5 separate regions of the Sus scrofa genome follow, and all the other regions are linked to region 1. The links are chromatin contacts, called in public Hi-C, HiChIP or PLAC-seq and promoter capture Hi-C maps. All regions are on one chromosome and are shown on one strand. The core of a region is the stretch at or near the end of the contact, and the rest is flanking DNA. Distances in the headings are between cores, read along the strand shown. Region 1 holds the start of RPS27 (40S ribosomal protein S27). Region 2 holds the start of INTS3 (integrator complex subunit 3). Region 3 holds the start of HAX1 (HCLS1-associated protein X-1). Region 4 overlaps GATAD2B (transcriptional repressor p66-beta). Region 5 holds the start of TPM3 (tropomyosin 3).

Region 1 (2,651 bases), core at 50-2,549:
TTTCTAATAATGCTTCTGGAAGGAAAAAAAAAAAAAAAAAAGACTATCAAACCCAACCCTCTTGATGAGACATTATACATGATCTCTCTTAAAATTCAAACCTCAAAATCCTAACACTGATTAAACCATTTACCTTCTGTAAGCCTTGCTTTTCCTCCTGTAGGCTGGCAGAGGACAGTAGAGCAGCCAACACACAAAACTACTGTTTGTGCATGGCTAAAGACGGTGGTGATTTTATAGCATCCTGGGGAAAAAACCAAATTAGTTATTTTACTTTCTCCATCTTTTCTTCACCTAAACGTACGCTGTCCTGTATCAACTGTAAGATCAGAACGTTATGTAATTGCCGAAATTCACTTTCCCATTCTAAACTTGATTACCTAGCTCCACATATACATTAAAGCCAACTCGGAAGCTTCCTGGACTACCTGCCCCCATCGATGTTTTTTTTGTCACTAACATATAATATAAACATTACCATCATCCCACAGCCTGAAGAGGAAAGGAGTGAAATCAAAGATTATTGAAAAGTCAAAAAACAGAGAATCCTCTACTTGAACGGGAAGGACGCTCAGTAACTGTACCTTGCATCCAGGTACAAGTACAAAAATGACCACAGCAGAAACCCAACCTATCATCCCAGTGTCTCCTACTTTGCAGATGAAGTTTTGAAAAGAAACTACTCTGGGTCACTTCTACACTGCAAAATTCTTACTCATCTCACACCTTCAACTTTCAAGAAATGGGACCTTTTTGCAATTCTTGGGCTCCAACGCTTCCCCCACTCCTACAAGCTATCTCCTCACCTGGGCATTTCACATCCATGAAATAGGAATTGGGGCTCTGCACCAGGCGCTTCTTCTTGTGTTTCCTCTTCTCCTCTTCTGGAGAGGGATGAAGGAGATCCTTTGCGAGCTACGAGAAGTAGAAATGCAGAGATTTAGAAACCAACGGCGAACACGGAATGATGAAAACAGCCTCCGCTGCCACACACCGGGGAGAGCTCGCCCCTCGCCGCCCCTGGTGTCTGCGCAGCTGGGCCGCCATCTTATCTCCTCTCCGCTCCCGTCTATGCAGGGGACCCCGCGGGCCTCCGCGGTCCCCGTAGTTAATGTCCTGGGAAGCGCGAAGGGCAAATGAGTGCCCTCTGCGATCCGAAATCAGCGTGAGGGGAGCGTGCGGACAGAAGAGCGAGATCTCCGCCGAAACCTGGACCAAGAGACTCACAGGCATGTTCTCGAAGGGACGTCGTCACCGCCGGAAAGGAGCGAAGGCGGAAATCCTGCTCCTTATATCCACCGTCCTGCAGGAAGTGACGCATGGGCCTTCGGCCGCCATGTTGGGAAGGACTTTTTCTCACCGTCTGCACGCGGTGGAAAGAGCAGGGGGCTGCCATTTTTGGAAGGTCTCTAAATGAGAGACATAGGAGTGGCCACGTTCAGAGTGTGAGCTGGAGCTCCCAGAAGTTCAGTGTCCCCTCCTCTTTCGAGGTGTAAATGGACAATTTTATTTTATTTTATTTATTTATTTTATTTTTTGTCTTTTTTCTATTTCTTGGGCCGCTCCCGCGGCATATGGAGGTTCCCAGGCTAGGGGTCGAATCGGAGCTGTAGCCACTGGCCTACGCCAGAGCCACAGCAACGCGGGATCTGAGCCGCGTCTGCAACCTACACCACAGCTCATGGCAATGCCGGATCCTTAACCCACTGAGCGAGGCCAGGGAGCGAACCCACAACCTCATGGTTCCCAGTCGGATTTGTTAACCACTGCGCCACGATGGGAACTCCTAAATGGACAATTTTAAAACTTGGTGCTGCGCTTTGACAATAGGAGCTCTTTAGGGAAACAGCGAGACTGAGCCATGTCTGGAACTTCTTAAATTTCTTTGCCTTTTTTCAATAAGTTTAATTTACCTTTTTTTTTTTTTTTGTCTTTTTGCTGTTTCTTGGGCCGCTCGCACGGTATATGGAGTTTACCAGGCTAGGGGTCTAATCGGAGCTGTAGCCACCGGCCTACACCAGAACCACAGCAACGTGGGGTCCGAGCCATGTCTGCAACCTAAACCACAGCTCCCGGCAACGACGGATCCTTAACCCACTGAGCAAGGCTAGGGACCGAACCCTCAACCTCATGGTTCCTAGTCGGATTTATTAACCACTGCGCCACGAGGGGAACTCCTAATTTGCCCATTTTTAACAACTCAGAAATGTAAAAATTTACAGAAATGTAAAAAAAAAAAGAATCCATCAAAACGATATGGTACTGGCACAAAGTCAGAAATATAGATCAGTGGAACAGGATAGAAAGCCCAGAATTAAACCCACACACCTACAGCCAACTAATCTATGACAAAGGAGGCAAGGATATGCAATGGAGAAAGGACACCTTGTTCAGTAAGTGGTGCTGGGGAAACTGGACAGCCACATGGAAAAGAATGAAATTAGCTCACTCCCTAACACCATACACAAAAATAAACTCCAAATGGACTAAAGACCTAGATATAAGACCAGACACTATCAAACTCTTAAAGGAAAACATAGGCCAAACACTCTCTGACATAAGCGACTGCAACATCTCCTCAGATCCACCTATCAGAGTATTGACAGTAAAAACAAAAATAAACAAATGGGACCTCATCAAACTTAAAAGTT
Region 2 (2,651 bases), core at 93-2,592, 250 kb after region 1:
CTCACCCTATCCCCTTTTTCAGCAGCTATGTGTTCTCTCCTTCATGGATGTATGACCTGGTTTTGAAAGAGAGTCCCCTACGTCCTATGCCCTGCTCGCCCCACTGCTGTAGTAACTAAACACAACGCACTCTTCCTAAGTCTTCACTCATTCTAAACTCCAGTGAACATCACTGGCAATTGTGCCTACATGAAGTCAATACTATCTCACAGAAGGGTTCAATGTCTGTCTGCAAGCTTCTGTCTGCCACCACCCTCCCCCAGACCCCTATACAGACATACATTACTTCTCAACTCAATATATGACCTAAGACTGAAACAGGGTAAATATTCAGAATAGCTGTGGCCTGTATGCGGAAAAGGCTATCAAAAATAAATTCGGTAGATCTGGATGCTGCATCCCTTCCTCATCAACACCCCCCCACCCCATTTTCACACCACTGGCTGCTGTTGCTATGACAACCTGCCCAGGAAGTTGGCCCACACTTCTTCCTTCAGGACCAGGAAGTCTGGAGCAGTGTTTGTGTGGCCTTAGAAAAAACTTGAAGGCCTCCTCCCCCACCCCCACCCTATATCCGCTCCAGTATCCCTCCTCAACCCCATTTCTTAACTCCCTTCCCCACCCCCCACACCTACCTCCTCTAACTCATCCTTGGCATCCAAACTGGTAGAAAGTAGCAGCCTCCCCCCTCCTGGGGCTCCTGCTCCCGCTCCTCCTCCACCTCCCGCTGCTCCCGAAGCAGCTGCTGCTGCTGCCCCCTTTCCCTTCTGTAACTCCATGGCTGCAGCCAGGAGACGGGAAAAGGCCAGGGAGTGGATGGATGGGAAGTCCTAGAAATGAGGAATTTAGGATTGCCAGGGACAGGAGGGACAAGAGGGACAAGTGGGGGACGGGAAGGACAGGGTCCCTGGCCTCTCTACTCCTCCCTCCTCTCCGAAAGGCCGCTCCCGTGCAGGAGGCGAAGGAGGACGGGCCTCTGGGTGCTGCCTCTGGAGTGGCAGTGCTGAGGAAACGCCGTTAGCTCCTAAGTATGCTGGGGTAAGGGTCTGCACCCCTACGGAAGGGTGGGAGAGGCTTCTGTCCCTGAAGAAGTGCAAGGGGAGCCCTCTCTGGCTTCTGACCCTAAGAGAAGCAAGGAAAATCCTAAGTTTCTGCCTCAGGAGGTGGGGGAAAGAGGAGTCCTGCGCCTGAAGCAGGGAATAGGAAACCTTCCTGGCTGGTGCCCCAAGGATTGGGGAGCGAGGTTCCTTTGGATCCGGCCCCCAGGGGGTGAGGGTGAAGCAGTAAGCGCTATGGGAGGACACGGAGGACAAGCTTCTCCCTACACCACACAGAGGCGGCCATGGTGGAAGGGCGGGGGGGTGGGAAGGCTGAGGGCGACGGCGGGGGAGGGGAAGGAATCGTGGAGGCCCGCGCCGGAAGTGAGCAGACGCGGTCCCTGGCCTCCGCCAATAGCGGCTTCCGCGGTGGCGCTGACACTCGAAGGAATAGGCCGACGTCGGCCCCAGAGCCTTCTCCCCGGCTGCCAATGGTATTGAGCAAAAGAGAGACTGAGTTGATGGACAACCAGACTACCCAATAGCATTCCTTCTTTGCTCTCAGAGGGCGGGACAGAACGACTTCCCGGAGGTGGGGTGTGAGTGCGAGATGATCAGGAAGGAGAGAGGCTGCGCCTGCGTATATTGACGCGCACGCGCGGCGCCCGTCTTCGCTCTCCCTCATTCTGAAGTTGGGGTGGGTGCGGAAACCGGGGCACTAGTCCTGGGTGGCTTTGGGAAGCCCGAAACCTAGCTACGAATTGACAGTGCGGGGCCGGGGAGCGGAGCCTTGACCCTTAAGCGGTCCCAGAGCAAATGTCATCGGATAGTATGGCGCCAGCTCCTGGAGCTAAGAGTGCATCACGCAAGCAAGTGTAGGCGCTCACGCAAGTGCAGTTTTTCGCCAGAGGTTGCAAAAAAAAAAAAAAAGTGCATAGACCCACTTTGCCCACCAAATCATTAGAATCGTGCACTGATTCATTATTGGCTTCTGGAAGCTCTGTATTGTCCTGTTTTATCTGCGTTAGTGTCAGCATTTGCCCCCAGCAACCCGGCTGCAGAAGCTTGTTTCTGACATTCATTCGTCTCCCTCCCATATTCAACCACTTTTTTCTTAAAAAAGCCTCTGTGAGTTCCTTTGTGACCCAGCGAGTTAAGGGTCCAGCATTGTCAATGCAGCAGATCAGGGGTCCCTACTGTGGGTCGGGTTCAATCCCTGGCCTGGGAACTGCCACATGCCTCAGGCGTGGCACCAAAAAAAAAAAAAAAAAGGCTCTGGAATTTGTTCTTCTCTAGCCTATGTACATGTGTATATATGATACATCCCTAGGGATTTAATGGATTCCAGTCCATTCAACATCCTGCTACTTCTCTAATTATACTAAACAACCCTCTCAGATACCTTCTAAATTTCCCAAATTCTCAGTAAACTTACCCGATTCACCCCTACCTAATCAGCATAAGTCTCCCAAGACATTTTTTTAAATTCCTATGATTAGGAGTTCTCTTGTGGTGAGGCAGGTTAAGGATCCCTCGTTTTCACTGCAGCAAATCAGCTGCTGCCTGGGAACTTCCAAGAGCCACTGGGTGTGGTTTATAAATAAATAAATTCAA
Region 3 (2,651 bases), core at 109-2,608, 230 kb before region 1:
GTGGCTGGGGATGGATGCAGATTGGCCACCAAGATTTCGGCACTACTTAATCTATAAAACCAGCTAATGGTGGACAAGAGTAGGAAACTGGAAAGCTGAAGCGAGCGTTAGAGAACTGGCCATCGTGTCTGTTTTGTTTTTATCAAAGCCAGTCCTCGCCTCGCGGCTCCCCCAAACATTTCCCCTCAGCTTTTCTTCAGCGTTCCCCAACCCCTCCCCTCTCTCCCAAGGTCCCGCTCGCTCACTGACCCCTTCCCCAGAGCTGCATTGTCTTCCCCACACTTGGGCCCCTGCTGCATCACCCCAGAACGGAGAAACGTTTAAGCGCCTGTTTCTCCTCTTAACGACTGCCTTGGTTACTGCCGCGGGGTGTGTGCTCAATGTTGTGACTTCTGCCCTCTCCGCAGGAGTTGCATGAGTGGGGAAAAGGATGTTTTTCCAAAAACAGTGTGTCAGGGGTCAAGCTTCCCTCAGCGGATCCCCCTCCCTTATCTGACCCGGACCCATTCTCACCTCCGAGGTCTAGAAAAGCCGAAAAATCCCCGAAAGAGATCAAAGAGGCTCATTCCCGTCGTGGGACTCGAACCTTCGAACCCCAAAGCCGGGGGGAGAAACCAAAGCTACGCCGTCGGAAATTGAGCGAAGCGTCAGACCACGCTGCCTGAAAGCAAGCCTGCGATCGGTCGGACACTGTCGTAAAACGACCGTAAGCGGGGCGTGGTTGAGGGCGGGGCAGGCCTATCGAATTCGAAAGGTTTTTTCTTTTACCCCACCTGTTCCCTGTGAAGGGAGTGGGTGTACTTAATTTTCGTTTTCCAACAGTCACCTGACTCCTAAGCCAATTCCTTCTGCCGACCAATGCGGTCGGTCCGACAGGGTGTCTCAAGGGTTTCACGCCGCCGGATGGCACCGGAGGCAGCCGCCAGAGGGCAGCCCATCCGCACAAATGAACTGGACCAAGGCCCTCCCTCACCGCCGGCTCACTACACCCATGGACTCCTCCTGGACCCGCCTCGGTTTTGTTTCCTGACTGAGCCAATTAAGTCTGATACCAGAGGGATGGACAAAACGTTGCATCAAGCTCCTTCTAATGTAGTGACTTCCCCAGAGTTGAGTAAAAGAAAAAGACTCAGGGAACGCAAGGACTTCTCTCTCCAGCTGTTAAGAATTCCTCTAATTCTTCCAGGCAAGCTCTGCAACCAGCAGGTTAAAGACTTCATAAGAGAGCAAGGGAACTCTTGGGAGGGAAAAATTGGGGGCTTTTAGTATCTTTTTCCTATCATTTGACTTTCAAAGCCTCTGCCTCCCTGTACCCCACCCCCATCCTAACCCTGGCCTGACTCTAGACTTCTTTTCAGGGGCTGGGTATTAGTTATGTGAAATGAAAGCACTCAAGCGTCAAGAACTACTGCTTCAGATTTGCTGGCCAACAACAGTGCATGTTGCCCTCATTTCTTTCCAGTTCATTTGCCTGGACCCATCTTAATTAAACTGATTCTGCAAAGCCATTTCTTTCAGTTTTCATTTAATCCTCTTCCGTTCCACCCAGTATCTGCTATCCATTCCACTCCCTTCACCGCCTAAAATCTGCTGTAGATCTGGAGAAAATGAAGATTTGCAGTGATTCTTTCCAGGCCACGCCGTGAAATTCTTAGGGGAGAACGGAAGGGAACCCCCTCAGGGGCAAGATACTAGCACATTAAGGTCGGAGTTCTTAAAGGGCGAAGATTTCATTTTATTCCACTGCCTTCGGGGCCTGCTAGAGAAGGCCCAGTTGGTACAGTAATACTTATTCACCAAGCTGGTCATCGACGAGACTGAGGATATCCTAGACGGAGCAAGAATGGGCAGAGGCTGAAGGTAGAGGTTTTCTTTTTATATATACAAGACACATTAATCCATTAAATTTGAAGACACAGTACAAAAAAAAAAAAAAAAAAAAACACTTCAACTAATTCATCTGACAATGCTGTTCATGTTCATGACACCATTTTTTGTTGTTGTTGTTTTGTTTCCTAATAATAAAGGAGGAGACTTAGGGCTGTTGGGCTGATATATATTTGGGGGTCCCCCCTCCCCACCTCACCCACACCACCAGGGTGAACAGGAGGAGGAGAAGGAAGGGCAGGGCCCACAGCAAAGTTTCATAATCTTGAATGCAAGAGGGGAGGAGGAGAGGAAAGGAAAAAAAAAAAAAAGAAGAAAATACAAATCCTATAATACATACAACAGAGTGGGGATGGTATGGGAATGGGACAGACATGAAGCTGAGGCATGGGGTGGGCCGCTGGGTGTGGGGGGCAGCGGAACCCCCCCACATTCCTTTCTCTCTTTGATGCTGTTTCCATAGTTGCCAGGCTGAGAAGCCCTCTCAGAAGATGGGACCGGGAGAAGAGGGTCAGGGCCTCAGTTGGCCCCCCAGCTGTAGCTGTTGTAGGCAGACTTGTTGGTCTGGGGCTTCTGCGGGATGGAGCTGGTCTGGCTACGTTGCCCGCTGCCCGTCTGCAGGGGAATGGGAGGATGAATGGGGAGGAAAAGTCTAGTTAGTGGGACAAATTTGTGACATCTTCAGGTGGAGATTTGGAAATTGTTTTACTCTCCCATTCCCCTTGCTTAGAGCTACTCTGAAGCTTATCCTTTTGCAACCATAG
Region 4 (2,651 bases), core at 46-2,545, 160 kb after region 1:
AGTAGAAAGATGAATAACTTATTTTTCCATTGCAGTCTTTCTACACCGGTGCTTTCCAGCTTACCTCTTTTCCATATAGGTTTAAATAGCTTATACCAAAAAAAAAGCCAGGGACTTGTTACAGCGGTGATGTAGTTTGCAGCTCCTGCTTGGATTCCATCCCTGGCCCAGGAACTTCCATATGCATTGGGGGCAATTGCGGGGGTGGGGGGAAGGCCCGGGACTTTCTAGCCACTAATCAGGTTTTTGATGATGATGATTTTTCCCATAGTCCATTAGATGAAATTATTGTGTTTCTGTGTTTCCACTTAGCTATATGTTATAGGTAGTGTTTTCTCTTTGGCATTTTGTGGGGCATTTTACCACCTAGGACTGTATCTTTTCCTCTTCTTCCCCTTCAGGGTCACAGTGTCATCCGTTCAGCGACCAACACCACCCTCCCACACATGTTGATGTCTCAGCGTGTGATTGCACCAAACCCAGCCCAGCTACAGGGTCAGCGGGGCCCACCTAAGCCTGGCCTTGTACGCACTACAACACCCAATATGAATCCTGCTATCAATTACCAGCCGGTAAGAGGGAGCCCCAATGTGGAAACATAGCTGTCTTTTATTTACTTTCCTGGTTGAAAGAATCATAGATTTTAAGTTTTTTGGACATTGAGAAACTCTAAGACAACAAATTTTGTCCTAATTTTGGTGGGTTGACAGCAGTCCCAAAAAGTAGAAACATTGAGAAATTATATGACTATAGTAGTGGAGAAGAGAGCAGCAGAGCAGCAGTAAGCTAAAAGCTCTCTAGAAGAAAGAGATAAAAGAATCTAGGGAATAAGAAGCATAAGAATATATGACAAAACATTCCAAATCTTTATTTTTCTCTTAGCAATTTTAGTTCATAGCCACTATCTTTCTCCTTTCCTATGTGCCAGAGTCCTTTTTCACTGAAGTTGGATGCCTCATGTCTTTTTCTGAGCTTGAGGGGAGCTAAGTAGTTCACACTAGGATCAGGTAGTATTCCCTGCCTCAAAAGTAAGAATTGTTTTTTTCTCCCACATACGATTACTGACCCCTATACTCAGTCTGTCTCAATCTGTTTCAGCAGTCAAGTTCTTCTGTTCCCTGTCAGCGCACAACATCCTCTGCCATCTATATGAACCTTGCCTCCCATATCCAGCCAGGGACCGTGAACAGAGTGTCCTCACCACTTCCTAGCCCCAGCGCCATGACTGATGCTGCCAACTCACAGGCTGCAGCCAAATTGGCTCTTCGCAAACAGCTGGAAAAGACACTCCTGGAGATTCCACCCCCTAAACCACCTGCTCCCTTGCTTCATTTCCTGCCTAGTGCAGCCAATAGCGAGTTCATCTACATGGTAGGCTTGGAAGAAGTTGTACAGAGTGTCATCGACAGCCAAGGTAAAGCTGTTTTTTTCTGCTCAATCTTTTTATCTGAGTAGGCAGTTGCCACACCTGATTGATACAGGCAGAGTATCACAGGGCACTATGTAATACTGAATAATCTCTCCTTACTATTGCCAGACTATGTCCCATCCCTTATTCAGAGGCTCTTTGGGAGCACCATATCAAAAAGCTTTTTGTGTGTGTGTATATCTTAGGCTTAATGTTTTTATTGTGTGTATAGTGTAGCTTATCTATTTTTTGCAGTATATTCCTTAGTTCTTTTAAATGTGCCTAGCATGATGCATACATAATTTAAAGACTAGAACACCTTTTTCTTTTTCTTTTTTTGTCTTTTTGCCATTTCTAGGGCCTCTCCCATGGCATATGGAGATTCCCAGGCTAGGGGTCGAATCGGCGCTGTAGCTGCCGGCCTATACCAGAGCCACAGCAACGCGGGATCCGAGCCGCATCTGTGACCTACACCACAGCTCACGGCAACGCCGGATCCTTAACCCACTGAGCAAGGCCAGGGATCGAACCCGAAACGTCATGGTTCCTAGTTGGATTTGTTAACCACTGAGCCATGACGGGAACTCTTTTTTTTTTTTTTTTTTTTTTGCCACACCGTTGGGTGTGGAGGTTCCTGAGCCAGTAATTCAGATTGGAGCTGCAGCTGTGACCTATGGCATGGCTGTGGCAACACCAGATCCTTATCTTACTGCACCTGGCCAGGGATTGAACCTATGCTGCCACAGAGACAACACCAGATCCCTAACCTGCTGTAGCACAGCAGGAACTCCCAGAACATCTGTTTTTTGTTTTGTTTTGTCTCTTGTCTTTTTAGGGTCACACCTGCGGCATATGGAGGTTCCGAGGCCAATGGTCGAATCAGAGCTACAGCTGCCGGCCTACACCACAGCTCACAGCAACACCGGATCCTTAACCCATTGAGTGAGGCCAGGAATCGAACCCACAACCTTATGGTTACTGGTTGGGTTCGTTAACCACTGAGCTACGACAGGAACTCCCAGAACCCCTGTTTTTAATATCAGTGTTTATGTGGCATTGTGCTGTGTTATTCAGTCCCTGGTGTTTGAGTGCTTATAGTTAATAGACTGATAAAGATAACTATAACCACATAAAAGCTGTTAACCAACACTGAATCAAATTCTAAATTATTAACATCACATAGTCTATGCTAACAGAAGTTATTGAGCCTGAATTTCTAAACATAAAGACTTAGGGGAACACC
Region 5 (2,651 bases), core at 54-2,553, 150 kb before region 1:
TGAATCATTCAAGGTCTGGAGAATCCGGCCGGTTGGTAAATCACTGGTGTCTACTGACTCTCAAAAGTAACAGGGAAAAAGACCAGTACTTTATGCTTTAACTTTTGCTTTTCAGGGCTGCACCTGTGGCATATGGAAGTTCCCAGGATAGGGGTCCAATCAGAGCTATAGCTGCCAGCCTTCGCCAGAGGCGCAACAGCACCCAGTCCCTGCCGTGTCTGTGACGGCAAGGCAGATCACTTAACCCACTGAGCGAGGCCAGGGATAGAACTCGCATCCTCACGGATACTAGTCGGATTAAGGATCCGACTAGGAGCCATGAGGAAAACTTAACACCTGTATTTTAAATAGAACACTTATGTTCAAAACTGATGCCAAACAGATGGAGTTCCCCTTGTGGCGCAGTGGTTAACGAATCCGACTAGGAACCATGAGGTTGTGGGTTCAGTCCCTGACCTTGCTCAGTGGGTTAAGGATCCAGCGTTGCCGAGAGCTGTGGTGTAGGTTTCAGACGCGGCTCGGATCCAGCGTTGCTGTGGTTCTGGCGTAGGCCGGCGGCTATAGCTCCGATTCGACCCCTAGCCTCGGAACCTCCATATGCTGTGAGACCGGCCCTAGAAAAGGCAAAAAGACAAAAACAAAAAACAAAACAAAAAAAAAACTTGATGCCAAATAGATAGCGTTGTCAACCTGCCCATCTCTTCATCCCCCATTAATCCCCTTCATCGACTTTTAGGAAATGGGAAAGAACCTACCTGAGCAGCCTTTGAAAGGAGACTGGATATCTGGGCTCTTTTGAAGATGAGGCACAGAAAGACCAGGTTTTTTCTTAGTACCTGTTTGGAAGCCTTTATGGGGTATATGGTGGAGAGGTACACAGGGTGCCCTAGCGGGTAAGTGGTGGTGGATCAGCTGGGTAAGTAGTGGCCGATCAGCTCTGGGGAAGTGAGGGGTCAACTGCGAGTGTGTAAGGGGCCTCACAGGCCAACCATTGTGGACAGCCAGCCCCGCGGCTGGAGAGGTTTAATCACCACGCGCCTTCCGGTTACCATGGTAGCCCTCCCTCTTTCCAACCCCGCCCCCCTTTGCCTGCTGGAGGAAAATGCTGGGAGCGGTCGCCCCGGGCGACTGAGCGGTCCCGCCCTTCGCTCCCCGCGGCTGGTCTCCCTCCAGTGGACAGCCTTCCCGCCTGCCTGGCGGTGGGAGGGCGCGGCGGTGGTGGCGTCACGTCCGGGCGGGTGGGCGAGTTCCGGTATTTCAGGGCGGAGCAGGCGGAAGTAGGGGTGAGAAGCGGCTGCAGCGCCGAGCGGAGAAGGCAGGAACCCGATTGCGAGCAGGAGCTGGGTGGGCACCATGGCTGGAATCACCACCATCGAGGCGGTGAAGCGCAAGATCCAGGTTCTGCAGCAGCAGGCCGATGATGCAGAGGAGAGGGCCGAGCGCCTCCAGCGGGAAGTGGAGGGGGAAAGGCGGGCCCGGGAACAGGTACGGAGAGGGCGAGGCGAGTGAGGGAATGGCAGGCGCTGGAGCAGATGGGACCCCGAACTAGGTCCCATATTTGCGAACGAGCACGGTCCTTAGAGGGCCAGCATACTTGGTGATGAAGTTGGAGCCCGGAGGTTGGGTGGGGCTCAGCTTCTTTGGACATCTAGCGGGTGAGGGGGGAACGGGGTGCTCGAGCGAACAGGCGTGACCTTTGAAGGAATTGAGCCTCGCGGGCCTGAGGAGTGGTTTTCCTCCTTTCTCCCAGCTCATTCATTCAGTCGCTCTGAGCCGGGCGCGGCCGGGGGAGGGGCTCAAGCGGCCTCTCCCTCCCCCACTTCCCCGTCGAGGGCGGGGGGGATTTTGCTCTCGTTGGGGTTTCCGGCCTCAAGGGTGAGAGTAGGTGGCTGCCTCTCCAGTCTGGGAGGGGCAGAGCCGAATTTAAGGTGAAAGGGTGGGGGTTGAGGGTGGGACCCGCCGGAAAGCCCCCAGCCTAGCCTGCTGGTAGCTTTTCCGCTCCCTCCTCCTGCTCAGGAAATGAGGCAGCAGTCGGCCGAGAGGAAGCGCGGTGCCCTCCCTGGAGGAGGTTGAGGCCACAGCACCGCCTCCCATCCTCCGGCCTGGGGCCCTTTCCTCTTACGGGGAGCCCTTGCAACTGCTGAACCCATTCTCTCTGTCGACGTGAAGAGGGAGGGGAGGAGATGGTACTTCACTCCTTCTGTTAGTGCAAATGTAGGTATCAACAAAAACTTGCCTAGCTTCCACGATGACCTGGAAGGCAGGAACTTATGCCAGATTCAGGCGTTTATTGCTGAAGTGTGAAGAGTGCTAGCTGACCAGGTTAAGAACACTTCGTCCAAGCAGAGCTGATAAGCGAGTGTATGTTGCAGAGAATCTGATGGGGTGCCAATTTCTGTCAAGGTTTCTAGTTCGCGTGGTTGATGGAGTCAAGATACCGAGTTCCAAATAATGAATTCCCGGGGGTCTCTAGTGATGTTACTCTGCTCCTTTCCCAATTATCCACTACAGTGTTTTGTTTTGTTTAAGTTCAGTAAATATTTGTTCTACTGAAAGATGGAACATAAAATGTTAATGAGCCGAGGGGTGATTCTTGAAACCACTTTCTGTTTAGAAGGGCGATTTGTTATAGTAGGCTATGAGCTTTTCAG

The links. Promoter capture Hi-C pulls out the DNA fragments that hold promoters and counts their contacts. Hi-C and Micro-C count contacts between places; a contact is called where the count stands out from the background. HiChIP or PLAC-seq counts read pairs in DNA pulled down with a chosen protein or histone mark.
Region 2: a contact with region 1 is called in an H3K27ac HiChIP or PLAC-seq map of alveolar macrophages. The contact joins the promoter of INTS3 here to the promoter of RPS27 in region 1. A contact is called at or near these places in 1 of 5 promoter capture datasets (liver), 1 of 47 Hi-C or Micro-C datasets (liver) and 1 of 2 datasets of contacts at active chromatin or transcription factors (alveolar macrophages).
Region 3: a contact with region 1 is called in a promoter capture Hi-C map of liver, with 3 times the contacts expected there. The contact joins the promoter of HAX1 here to the promoter of RPS27 in region 1. A contact is called at or near these places in 1 of 5 promoter capture datasets (liver), 3 of 47 Hi-C or Micro-C datasets (heart right ventricle, liver and skeletal muscle) and 2 of 2 datasets of contacts at active chromatin or transcription factors (alveolar macrophages and skeletal muscle).
Region 4: a Hi-C map of skeletal muscle shows a contact between it and region 1, with 3 times the contacts expected there. The contact joins the enhancer-like site here to the promoter of RPS27 in region 1. A contact is called at or near these places in 6 of 47 Hi-C or Micro-C datasets (embryonic fibroblasts, epiblast stem cells, fibroblasts and 2 more) and 2 of 2 datasets of contacts at active chromatin or transcription factors (alveolar macrophages and skeletal muscle).
Region 5: a contact with region 1 is called in an H3K27ac HiChIP or PLAC-seq map of alveolar macrophages. The contact joins the promoter of TPM3 here to the promoter of RPS27 in region 1. A contact is called at or near these places in 1 of 5 promoter capture datasets (liver), 8 of 47 Hi-C or Micro-C datasets (alveolar macrophages, blood, brain and 4 more) and 1 of 2 datasets of contacts at active chromatin or transcription factors (alveolar macrophages).

What each region holds. Positions count from the first base shown.
Region 1 is chr4:95,698,182-95,700,832 of Sscrofa11.1, forward strand. RPS27 (40S ribosomal protein S27) reads right to left here and starts at 1,300. Exons shown (of 4, transcript XM_003125735.3): 1 at 1,228-1,300; 2 at 807-915; 3 at 134-244. The coding sequence starts at 1,233.
Region 2 is chr4:95,943,463-95,946,113 of Sscrofa11.1, forward strand. It overlaps INTS3 (integrator complex subunit 3), which reads right to left and starts at 1,343. Exons shown (of 30, transcript NM_001243322.1): 1 at 636-1,343. The coding sequence starts at 779.
Region 3 is chr4:95,469,614-95,472,264 of Sscrofa11.1, forward strand. HAX1 (HCLS1-associated protein X-1) reads right to left here and starts at 1,359. Exons shown (of 6, transcript XM_021089792.1): 1 at 514-1,359; 2 at 1-4. The coding sequence starts at 566. UBAP2L (ubiquitin-associated protein 2-like) reads right to left here. Exons shown (of 27, transcript XM_021089781.1): 27 at 1,509-1,828. The coding sequence ends at 1,790.
Region 4 is chr4:95,854,641-95,857,291 of Sscrofa11.1, forward strand. It overlaps GATAD2B (transcriptional repressor p66-beta), which reads left to right. Exons shown (of 11, transcript XM_021089804.1): 6 at 402-572; 7 at 1,102-1,414. Among named protein-coding and RNA genes, the nearest start is that of SLC27A3, 48 kb to the right of the region's middle. Within about 2 kb of position 1,296, at least 1 of the 83 cell types and tissues checked has an H3K27ac peak or open chromatin away from gene starts, as enhancers often do. A contact at or near this core is called in skeletal muscle, where this site is marked.
Region 5 is chr4:95,548,524-95,551,174 of Sscrofa11.1, forward strand. It overlaps TPM3 (tropomyosin 3), which reads left to right and starts at 1,304. Exons shown (of 8, transcript NM_001001632.1): 1 at 1,304-1,485. The coding sequence starts at 1,354.